Linked DNA regions of Mus musculus: region 2 is linked to region 1. A link is a contact called in public Hi-C data. All regions are on one chromosome and are shown on one strand. The core of a region is the stretch at or near the end of the contact, and the rest is flanking DNA. Distances in the headings are between cores, read along the strand shown.

Region 1 (5,945 bases), core at 1,119-3,618:
AAGAATTTCATCGAATGAGTGAAATTGGAGCTTGCAGCAGATGTCTTTCCAAAGGGACTATGAACTCTTTATCAACTTTGTGCCTGATTGACCTGGTTCCATCTTACTTAAATTCAGTGTTCATATCTAAAGAAGTATTTAACTCTCCTTTGATCTGAAAGAAAATGAAAGGCCAAATATTAATTCCAAACCAGGATTCTCAGCTTTAGTTTCTTCATCAATAAAATACATTAAGTTTATAACTACCTTGTAGGGGTGCCGCAAGAATTCAATTTTGTAATGCAGATAGATGTCATTGTTTTATAAAGCTTAACAGCTAGTACCAAAGTAAATTACTATTTTTATTCTTATTGCTGTTGTCTTCATGTAAACTAGGCTCACAAAGATTATTGGATTAGCAAAACCAGTTGTGACTGCCTACCTGGTGTCTTTGGAGAGGCCCCAACTTTAAAGGCAATCAATATATCCTTCTCTCCGAGAACACAAAGGAAACACTGAATAGATATTTATTGTCTTCCAGCAATAATTGATTAGAGGATGGGAGTTGTTTTGTCGATCTTCCATCACAGTCCTTGAATAAAAGGTTAGTAAATAATTATGGTAACAAAAAAATCATAACACATTCTCCCTCAAATCCCACCCACACAGTCTCTCCAGCATGCATGTCTTTGAAAATAGTCTTTACAAATATGAATATGTGGGAAAATGTTTCTTAGTCGCATCATAAGTAAGAAATAGAAAAAATCAAATAGAGATTACTACCTTGTCTCCCTATACTGGGGGACAATATATGGCATGAAAGAAGGGATAAGGCCACAGGTAGCTAAGGGGAGAGAGTAGAAAGAGACAACCCATGCCTGGAATGTCTAAGCCAGTGGAACATTTGAACAGTCCTTTCTGTCATCATGTAAGATTAAGAACACAAAGTAATTTCATCCAAATACTAAAGATATAAAGGAATGGGGAATTTGACTGGGAGTGTTTAGAAATAATGATTTCTGGAAATCAATTGTGACTTAAAATTTGAGTTCTGTCTTTGTAAAATAAAATGGAAAACGGGCACAATTTATGCTTACGTGAATGCGCATAGAAACAAAAAAAAATGCACACACACACACACACACACACACACACACACACACATACACACACACACACACACACCATCTCTTCTTCAGCACCACCATCTTCTGGTCATGGACCTTATGTTTTCCTCTCCAGATATGGAACGTAGATTCTTGCTTAGAAATTTCCTGATGAAGGATGGCTATCTAATCAGCATCACTCCCCTCTAGGACTGCTTCCCATAGTATTTTTAACACCTCATGCACATACCACAGGCACACTCAAAGCAAGGATTCTCCTGCACTCGTTCTTTCTCTTCTTGGAAGACTTATCATTTCTCAGCCTAACCTCTTTCTGTTCCACATAGTTTGTGTTTTGGAGCAATAGAACTATGATAGAAACTGAGGTGATCTCTTGCAAGAGGATGGGAACTGGACAGTGAGACACATACATGTATACAGCATCACAGGAGCTGACCCAATGTGCATAATACTCATGTACACATGATCAAATATGTGTATGTGTATAATCATGCTCATACATACAGAACACACAGAAGCATGAGTCAGAATCACACATGAGCATAATCCAAACACACATGCACACAGTAATTCTATATGTGCTTAATCTATACAGACATCCAGGCCCGCTTAATGACATATGATCATAGGCAAGATGCAACTATGCACACCCAGTCTCACATGCACATACTCAATGCACACATTACTGCACATAAAATAACACGTTTAGCATAACTACACACATAATGCATACATATACAATCTCTCGTTTGCCCAGACACAAAGGCTCCTCAAAAATTTTACAGTTGAGCAGAACACTGAGGAGGTGGCATGTATGGCTGGGCATTGGACTGGTGTCCCTTCCCACTCTTCACCTTTTCTTACAGGTGCACACAACAGCACCCAAACATTTATCCCTCCAACTAACACATTGGATAACAAGCTTCAAGCAACTGTTTCTTAAGCATAGACATAATCCAGACAGAAAGAAAACAGGGACACAGGAGGACAGAAACATAAACATCCTCTTACATGTTTAAAGTAAGTATAATTTAGAATGTTCATTGCTTCATCAGCTACACCTTGAGAAGAATTTTGAGTCAAGCAGAGCTACAGAATGACAGCACCTGTGTTTGATCTAAGGTTATCTGCTTGTGGCCCCTCAAGTAACTATGGCCTGTGGTCTGGAGAATCTTTACTTTCTGGTTCGCCTAAAGCATGCTTCATAAATACATTCTTCTCAACCCTTTTTGTGGCCCTGCATCTCCATCATGTGGGAAGAACTGGCACTGCACCCCACTTAAGCGTTCAGGAAAACTGAAGCTTAAACTGACAAGAGAGAACAGGACTTGACAGATCACGGATGGCATCTTCCCTGTTCCTAGTGATGGCACGGAGGACAAATATATTTAGGGGCTTTTATCACATATTTAATCCTTATAGCACCCTTTTGTAGAATGCTTCTATCTTCTATTTTAAGAAAGATACTGATGAAGAATCATGTCCTTTACCCAGATGCAGTTAACCTTTCTGACTTCCAAATCCCTTTCATTTTATTTATTTCACTTGTAGCACCTACTGAAATTATAAAATATGTGGAAATAATGCTCCTAGACTAACATATGGTACTTCTAAGTAGCAGTGAGTTTTTAAAATGTATTTTGAAGACAGCAAAAGCACAAAAAAATATTCACTATTTCCTTACCAAGTCTGATTTTCCTGCCTGAGTAACCTCTTCCCGGGTCTCCCATGTTTCATATCTATATCAGAACTATAGCTTTACCAATCCGAACTATGTGTCCTGGAGTAAAACACAGTCACTTTTGGGTTTTACCTAGTTGAATAAAGAGAATATTGTATTGCATCTAAGGTCTGATTAGCCCCCAACATGTGCTGAAAAACAGCGTCTCTCTAAGAATCCTCCAACCCTACATCACCAGATTCATTCTGCTTATAGACTGAGTAGCTACTGAGTTCTTAGCCTCTCTGACACACAAACAGCCATTGTTAAGACCATATAGCCCAGACAGTATAACCTACTCAAAGAGATCATTTCTGTAATATACACTCATTCCATCTTTTCAATTCTTCAGAGAATTCTAGTTAGTATTATTATGACTTGTTATGCTAGTGACTCTGGAGGTCCTGAGTAGTAAGATAGATCAGCGTTGCAATCATTCCCATTTACACTAAGATGCGTAACGTGAATATGCACTCAGTAAGTATGCAAGTCCATCATGATACGAAGTGTAAACAAAGCATGTTTTATTAAGAAAGTAGTATGGTCAGAGAATACATGTGCATTGAAAATACCCAGGAGTCAAATTATGAATCACATTTTGGTTTCTCTCAGGTAAACATGCTATAATTTGTTTAAACATGTAAATCAGGGGCTGGTGACGTTACCTAGGCTGTGGGTCACCTTTTAAGACAGAATTCCCAATGGAGGATGTTACATTAGCCAAGAGAAGACATATTTAAATAAACAAAATGGTAGCATTTGGAAGGGACAAAAGACAATATAGTGAAAACATTTCAAATCAGGCATGAACAGTAAGCAAGGCATAATGGATTGTCAGCAGTAGACCCCCTAGCCTGGCTTCAGAAGTCTCTCACAAACTATAATCTCAGCATCTGAAAATTCATCTTGCCACAGTGGCAAGATGTGAAAGCCTAAGCAGAATGCCCTTATGGTTGGTCACTTCCTATTATATAGTTCATTATAACAGAGACTAGTTTAACCCTGTTATAATTTTCACATTTTTCACAGATGCACACAATGAAAAAGTCCATGTCCTGGAAGGCCACTTTCTATGTACAATAATGGTTGAAACATGCTGTATGTGTGCAGTAAGTCATTCATTACAGTAACCACTGGTAATATCTTATACCCTTAGTAGCTCTAGACCTTCTACAATATGCTAGGATGTATCTACTCCCAATGGAGCCATTTGAATTATTATTACACTAGAAGTGTACAGTCAAGCAGAAGCTGGAAGGCTTTGCTTGCCACAGTGATGTTCAGAGTCTCAAGTGAAACAGTCACCACAAAGTCTTTAGAGTTAGTCAACACAAGGCTGGGAGTCATCATACTAATTACTGGCTTATGCATCCCTTCTGTGTATATTTTCCTGATGAATAGAGTTATGATTATTTAATTTGTAATGGACCAGAAGGGACTGATTTTACCATGGCTGATGGCCAGGAAAGAATGTTGCTGGAACCAAGAATTATTCAGAATGTATCTCAAAATGCCAGACCATAGCCAGGAGTTTCCTTTTCTTGTTGCCAGTATTGTGAATATGTTTTCTTTTTGACATGGAATGGTGGTTTTATTTCTTCCACCCAATATTTTGTGGGGGTAATCCAGAAAATCCAGAAGCTATCCTAGGAATTATAGAATATGGAGTTCAGGAACCTTGGAAAAGGCGTTTCTAGAGGTGGGAAACTGGGCAATGGTTGTGAAATGCTCACTGTTCTCTTTGAGCAGACCTTACTAATTCATCAAGTAATTTGTGTCCTGAGGCATCTGCTCCACTCACTGCTCCAGATTTATCAAGATTGGCACTTTAAATACAAGAAAACAGCAGAATGAAAAGCAGAGCTCAGATTTTCTGTTCTGTGTCTCTCCATCCCCCCTTTCAGACACAAACTTTATAATAAGAAGTATTCATTATGCACATAATTATTATTAATGAGTCTCCATCTCATTCCAACCATGTCCATTTATTGGAACATCCAAGGTAAAATCTACTCTTTGCCTCCAAGAGTTAATTCTGGGATGCATTCAGTTTTCTCTGAGCCTGGACACATTTTTCTTACACACTTTTCAACATTGAATATGCTTCTTTCATTTCATCTACGTGAAGTTCTACTTAAAACACATGCTGTTTATCGAGATTCCAGCTTTGTTTTACAAAAGGCCCCTCATCCCCAATAAACATTGCATTCTGTCTCTTCTGTTCTTCTCGTAGATTTTATTATGCATTGAAACTCAGCTTCTATTCTGCTACTTGCATAGCTGCCTATTAGCTGCACCAGGACACTAGAAATAAGACTCCAGGACACATATTTTATACACTGATTAGTGAATAATCCATGATGCTTAGAATATCATCAGCTACTGAAAACCCTGAGTTGGATTCAATAGGATCATCATCAGGAATAAAAAGTCAAATAATTAAAAGTTAAAATGGGCCTTAATATCATGTAATACTAGCTTGAAGACAGAACTTATGTATTCTTTTTTGGTAGTGGCTGAATGGAGTACCATCTTCAGGAATGAGGCAAGATCCTACTTTGGTCATAAAAATTCTTCAGGTCAATTGTGGTCTTTGTCTGAAGAGGAAGAAGTGGATATTTTATGCCTCTTCTTCCACCAAAGGTCCCATATTCTGCCTTTGGTAAATTTTAAAGTCTTGACAATACACTAGATGGCCTGAACTTTGTACTAAAACTATAAATTTGAATATTTCTCCAAATCTCTAATCCTTTGGAACTGGAGTTTCCTTGTAAGTTGAGTCTGGTAGTGATATTTCTGCTTCCTTCTCCAGGTCTCAAGGGTCACAGAAGGATTGTGACAAACAACAGCGGGTAGAAAGATATAGAGACTGGATCCCATGTGACATTGGCCTGAGAAAACTCCAAATACTTGAAAATTGAGAATCCAACAGTAAAATAATTTTCTATTTAGAAAGTGTCTCAGTGTTGACCTCGGGGATCATCTAGTCTCAGCCTGTCTCAGACACTTAAGGTTTTTTTTTTTTTGTTGTTGGTTGTTTTTTTTTTTTTTTTTTTTTTTTTTTTTTTTTTACATTCCCCAATGTTAGTGTCTTTCTATCCTGTGCCCTTTGTATTTAG
Region 2 (6,138 bases), core at 1,390-3,889, 1.3 Mb before region 1:
TTGACTCCCCTTCCTTCTTCTCCATCGGTCTTACCTTCCCACCCTTCTCTTAAGCTGATACCCTCTCACCCAATTTTCCTATTACATTCTCTAGCAGCACCTCTGTGTTCTTCAGGCTTCCTCCATTATTTCAATGTAAAGACTGGTGGGGAATCCTGAGTATGAAATATGGTAGTACAAGTACTACGTGGATAGAAAACAGTCATGTTCTGAAATAAAGCAAGACCAATGGTCAGGATTTGGTAGCAGGGTAATGAATTTGTACTCATCTTGAATGTGGGAACTTGTTCTTGAGGTGCTTGAAGAAAAGAAAAGAATAATCATGCTTGTGTTTTAAAAGATCTCTTCAAACAACTGGGTACTGAATTGTAGAGGAAGTAAAAGTAAAGAAGTTGACACAGTCTTTGAAAAACACACAGTCATTAAATTGATTCATTTTGAGGGAATTCTTGCTAAATATTCTTCAGGAATATGTGTCAATTTTGTGTATGCTGATCCTCTGATTTTAGGTTCTGGAACTTTCAGTATTATAGATATCTCTCATTGATGTTGAAAAACTTACCCAGGAACCTGATAAAAATTCAGAGGCCACTCACTCCTCAGGAATAACTAAATATTGTGAGCACCAGACAAGATGAGTCAGGAGGATTTTTATTTGGAGTCTTGATTACAGGGTACAATCTTGTCTTCAAATCCCCATTATTCCCCAAGAGGATTATTTGAGGTTACTAGCAAGTTCAGGTTCAGACAGATGTCTTTGCTCCCACCTCTTACTCTCTTAATTCTTCTTTCCTTTATACATTTGTTTTCTTTGTCCCTTAAAAAACTATTCTGAACAAAGAATTCTCACCTGAGGAATACTGAATGGCAGAGAAGCACCTGAAAAAAATGTTCAACATCCTTAATCATCAGGGAAATGCAAATCAAAACAACCCTGAGATTCTACCTCACACCAGTCAGAATGGCTAAGATCAAAAATTCAGGTGACAGCAGATGCTGACGTGGATGTGGAGAAAGAGGAACTCCTCCATTGTTGGTGGGATTGCAGGCTTGTACAACCACTCTGGAAATCAGTTTGGCGGTTCCTCAGAAAATTGGACATAGTACTACCAGAGGATCCAGCAATACCTCTCCTGGGCATATATCCAGGAGATGCCCCAACTGGTAAGAAGGACACATGCTCCACTATGTTCATAGCAACCTTATTTATAATAGCCAGAAGCTGGAAAGAACCCAGATGCCCCTCAACTGAGGAATGGATACAGAAAATGTGGTACATCTACACAATGTAGTACTACTCAGCTATTAAAAAGAATGAATTTATGAAATTCCTAGCCAAATGGATGGACCTGGAGGGCATCATCCTGAGTGAGGTAACACATTCACAAAGGAACTCACACAATATGTACTCACTGATAAGTGGATATTAGCCCAAAACCTAGGATACCCAAGATATAAGATACAATTTCCTAAACACATGAAACTCAAGAAAAATGAAGACTGAAGTGTGGACACTATGCCCCTCCTTAGAAATGGGAACAAAACACCCTTGGAAGGAGTTACAGAGACAATGTTTGGAGCTGAGATGAAAGGATGGACCATGTAGAGACTTCCATATCCAGGGATCCACCCCATAATCAGCATCCAAACGCTGACACCATTGCATACACTAGCAAGATTTTATCGAAAGGACCCAGATGTAGCTGTCTCTTGTGAGACTATGCCGGGGCCTAGCAAACACAGAAGTGGATGCTCACAGTCACCTAATGGATGGATCACAGGGCTCCCAATGGAGGAGCTAGAGAAAGTAGCCAAGGAGCTAAAGGGATCTGCAACTCTATAGGCAGAAAAACATTATGAACTAACCAGTACCCCGGAGCTCTTGACTCTAGCTGCATATGTATCAAAAGATGGCCTAGTCGGCCATCACTGGAAAAAGAGGCCCATTGGACACGCAAACTTTATATGCCCCAGTAAAGGGGAATGCCAGGACCAAAAAGGGGGAGTGGGTGGGTAGGGGATTGGGGGTGGGTGGGTATGGGGGACTTTTGGTATAGCATTGGAAATGTAAATGAGCTAAATACCTAATAAAAAAAGGAAGAAAAAAAAACTAGTCTGCAGTTCAACTGTACCTGTTTTTTTTTTTAATTTCTGTTAAAACCACTAATCTTATTCAACACAAAATGAAAATATGCCCCTGATACCAAACATTCATTGGATTCAGTGTTAATGTAAACCCTCACTGAGAAGTAGAATGATTTATCTGCTATGAAAAGAGTGGTTAGGCTGAGCCAGTCCTGGGCTTGACTGCTGGCAGGGGTGTGATCACTTCCTGCACAGATGCATAAAAGCAGAGAGCCCTGTCACAGTACCACAAGGCAGATCGAGGACAGATCAGCTCATTAAGCAAGAGCAGAGGAAGCTGAGGTCCACACTGACATACACTCATCTGACTAGACACTTCTCACAGGGAAGCAAGGAGAAAGATGACCTACCCTGACCCTAATGAAGACACACAGCCCAGGAGGAGACAAGCAGCCACCCTCAACTTCCGGCTCTTGTGTTCTTTAGAGACAATCCTTAGGAGCAAGCAGACTGTTGTTTTTGTGTGACTCAACAGTGACACCCAGTGACTCTCTCTGTCAATCCCAGATGACTGCTCCCTGTGGATCTTCTGGCAAATACATTTCAGTCTACATTACCTTACACTGAAGCGGCAGCAGCAATCATGTCAACTTCAGTCCTAAAGGAGAAAACCATAATAATAAATCCCAGTTTGTTTTAACATAATTATCTAACTGTTGAAGCATTTTCTTCTGTGTTCTTGGCTCATGTGTGATGTCTAACACAGTATCACAGTGTGGCTTCGCTACTGCTTCAATTTGACATCAGGAGGAAGTGATTATTTCATTCACATCATTGATCTAAATATTATAGGATCTTATTGTCTTTCATTGTAGAATATTTGTATACACGTGTGCACACACACATACACAAACACACGTGTTCTCACATAAATAGGGTAAGAAAATGTTCGAAAAAAACCAAACAAACAATGGAAGTATGCAGAGACAGGAAAATAATCCTCTGAACATTGGTCTAGGCAAACATGGAGAAGAGATTTTTAAAATTAAATTTCAACTAAAATTGAATTATATCAGCTTTCTACTCCTTTTCTTTCTTCTAGCTCTTTCCGAATAACCTTTTTCAGATACCTTTGATGGTCTCAGACCACTACTGTCAAAACAATACGTGTGTGTGTGTGTGTGTGTGTGTTCACACACCTGAGTGCACATGTATGTTTACAAGTGCCCTTGAGTCTATTGAGGTCTTGGACATGACAAAAGAATCTACTATTGCCACTTTGATAGATGAGCATAATTCTTTATTACATTCTAAAGCTTATCTTATATCTGTAGTATATCCATAGCAAAAGCTAACCATCACAGAAAGTCACAATTGGGTACAGTGAAGAGATCAAAAGATTGTGGAAAGTCTATCCACAACGGATACATCTATATGGACAGACATTTAAAAATTTATAATATAACCCAAGGGAAATGACCAACATGCCCAGAGGCATGGCAAAATATGGCATCTGTTGAAAAAGTGTGAATCAGAGGCCTATTAGTGGAGGATAAAAAACTTCTGGTGGACTAGTGAGATACTTTCTGCAAATATTGAAGGGTCAGGCATTCAGAAAGGGAGCTTAGTGTTTTTATTTGGTCCCAGAGGACAGAGATTGAGTAACAGATGGAAGTTATATGGGCCCTGCTTTCCACTCAACGTAAAGAAGCGCTTTATACTGATTGGGTCTCCTGGGAAGTGTAGGAATCTCTGAGGGCAGAGGATTTTATGCCATCAAAAGCGTAGCCTAGGTGTATCTGTCATACCAATTCTACTTGAGAAAGAAAACAAAAGCAAAAAGTGAGTGGATATAGGAAAACTCTCAGAAACTTTAATAACTAAATCTGGGAGGTAGTAGTCAAGAATCCCACTGGATATTCTTTCAAAATATCAAGTAAGATCATTGAAATATTTCTCTAGTAATCATTTTAAATTTTAATTAAAATCTGCTTTCTTCCTCAGCAAACTAGCAGTCGTTTTACCTTAATCTGTATCTTAGGTATACGTCCCCTTTTTCTACCTATGTCCATGCATCTGCTACATGCACAAGAGATCACTGTTTAAGCTCCAGAAAGCATCCATATAATATTTAAATAATTTTCCATCTTGTTACTGTTTCTTTCCCCAGAGTGCCTGAGTTATACGAATTACCTGATACTTGGTACAGCCCACAGTAACTAACAGAGCCATAATTATAAAATAAAGATGCCTCATCCCAGAGAGCCATTCTGCAGGTAAGCAGTAGATAAATTACAGTTATCAAATAGCAACCAAATAGTCTTATGCTTTGGGTCACCACAACATGAGGAACTATATTTGGATGCATCATTTTGAAGGTTGAGGACCACTAATCTAAAGTGGACAAATATGGATAGAAGGTCCAGGGAGATGACAATGAGTACACAAAAGAAGGGTATTATCTTCTCAAACCCAGTGCCAGTCTCTAGGGCCATGTGTGGTGCTGAAATGAGGAGACGCTTTGAGGAGATTATGAAGTCACTGGGGATTTCATTGGGTGAATACAACCAGTGTCTTTACAGATTTCAAGAAACTTATTTTTCTCCTCTTGTATATGGAGCTGACATCAGAAGAAAATATAGCAGACACCATCATTTATGCCTTAATGTTAAACATTCTACTTTGCAGTTTGAGAGAAATTAGTTCCTACTGCTCAAGGGTTATTCAGTGTAATGTTTCTTGTACTAAGATTGCAAAAAGGCAGACTGAAAAAGCAACACTGGCTATTTTCCAGTCAAGTATCAAAATTTCAGATTTTTTTTTTTACTGGATACTAACTACCATCATTTGATATATCCTTTGCTCTAAGCTTTCCCCCCCTTTTTTTTAAAGCATTAAGTGTTTAATTATACATCATTAGATTATACACCTTTAGAGGAAAAGGAGAATGTAGAAGAACCACAACTTTAAAAAGTTAAAAAGGCACAGCAGAAATTTATTAACTATGAAAAGGTTATTTGGGGATATTTATTCAATTTTGGAATGACCTTCAATAATAACAATTAGAAGAACCATACAGAGTTGAGATACCCATCTGAGCTAGTGAATCTATATGAGGGACAAAAGGAAGATATACGAAGAGGTCAGGTAACTGACTAATCAGCAGAACAAGACTCTTAGCCAAGTACAGAGAAATTCAAGGTGATTCATAATTTTAGCAGGAATTTTAGCCACAGAGTTCAGAGATATCCCTAGTTCTCTGTCTAAGTGTCCACAGAGGAAGTTCCAACTATTTTGAATGACCCAAGCTTCGATATATGAATTTTAATTCCAGTTTAGGCTCTTACCTGTGCTAAAAATTGAGACGATTAATTTCCCATTCCAAATCTTTGTTTCCCAGAATTGTAAAATAAGAATGTGTACATCATCCCGCTGTAATTATACTGAGGAGATAAGCAATGCACATCAAACACCTTCAATGCCAAACATAGTATAGATGCTTAAGAGTAACCATCAGTGCTATGACAAAACCAAGTGAAAACTAAGAGCAAAGGGGGTCACAGACAATCCTACATGTGCACACATATGGGTGGAGGGATTCAGATGACAGTTTTCTCCTAAGTGTTTAATATAAGTTTCATTGCCTAGCTGATACCAATTTGAAAAATTACAGGCTACCTTTGTTTGTTTTCTGTTGTTCTAGAGTGTTTTGTTTCATATACGTCTTACTTTGTAAACCAGGGTGCCCTTGAATTTCTGATTCTACTATATCAGCTTTCTGAGAACTGGAATAAAAGGATGTACCATTATGTCTAGCTAAAAGTTCTTGGCATCAGCTCTCAAACAACATGGAGACAGGCAATGGTTTTTGTGATTCTGTGTTCAGAACAGACTGTCCCCTTCATATAATATTATCTGAGTCCATAATGTTGTCTCTGATCTTTGCTATAGCAACCAGCCAAAGTAACATGTAACCTAGCAGAACCCATTCTCAGCTGCTTGAATATTTCTTTCCTTTTCTCCTAAACAATACCTTTTGTAAGTATTAATTTC

The links. Hi-C and Micro-C count contacts between places; a contact is called where the count stands out from the background.
Region 2: a contact with region 1 is called in a Hi-C map of cerebellum, with 5 times the contacts expected there. The contact joins two enhancer-like sites. A contact is called at or near these places in 1 of 15 datasets of contacts at CTCF or cohesin (pro-B cells) and 5 of 484 Hi-C or Micro-C datasets (cerebellar granule neurons, cerebellum, cerebral cortex and 1 more).

What each region holds. Positions count from the first base shown.
Region 1 is chr4:66,765,339-66,771,283 of GRCm38.p6, reverse strand. No RefSeq gene overlaps it. Among named protein-coding and RNA genes, the nearest start is that of Tlr4, 59 kb to the left of the region's middle. Within about 2 kb of position 2,368, at least 26 of the 459 cell types and tissues checked have an H3K27ac peak or open chromatin away from gene starts, as enhancers often do. A contact at or near this core is called in cerebellum, where this site is marked.
Region 2 is chr4:68,019,457-68,025,594 of GRCm38.p6, reverse strand. No RefSeq gene overlaps it. Among named protein-coding and RNA genes, the nearest start is that of Gm23738, 160 kb to the left of the region's middle. Within about 2 kb of position 2,639, at least 24 of the 459 cell types and tissues checked have an H3K27ac peak or open chromatin away from gene starts, as enhancers often do. A contact at or near this core is called in cerebellum, where this site is marked.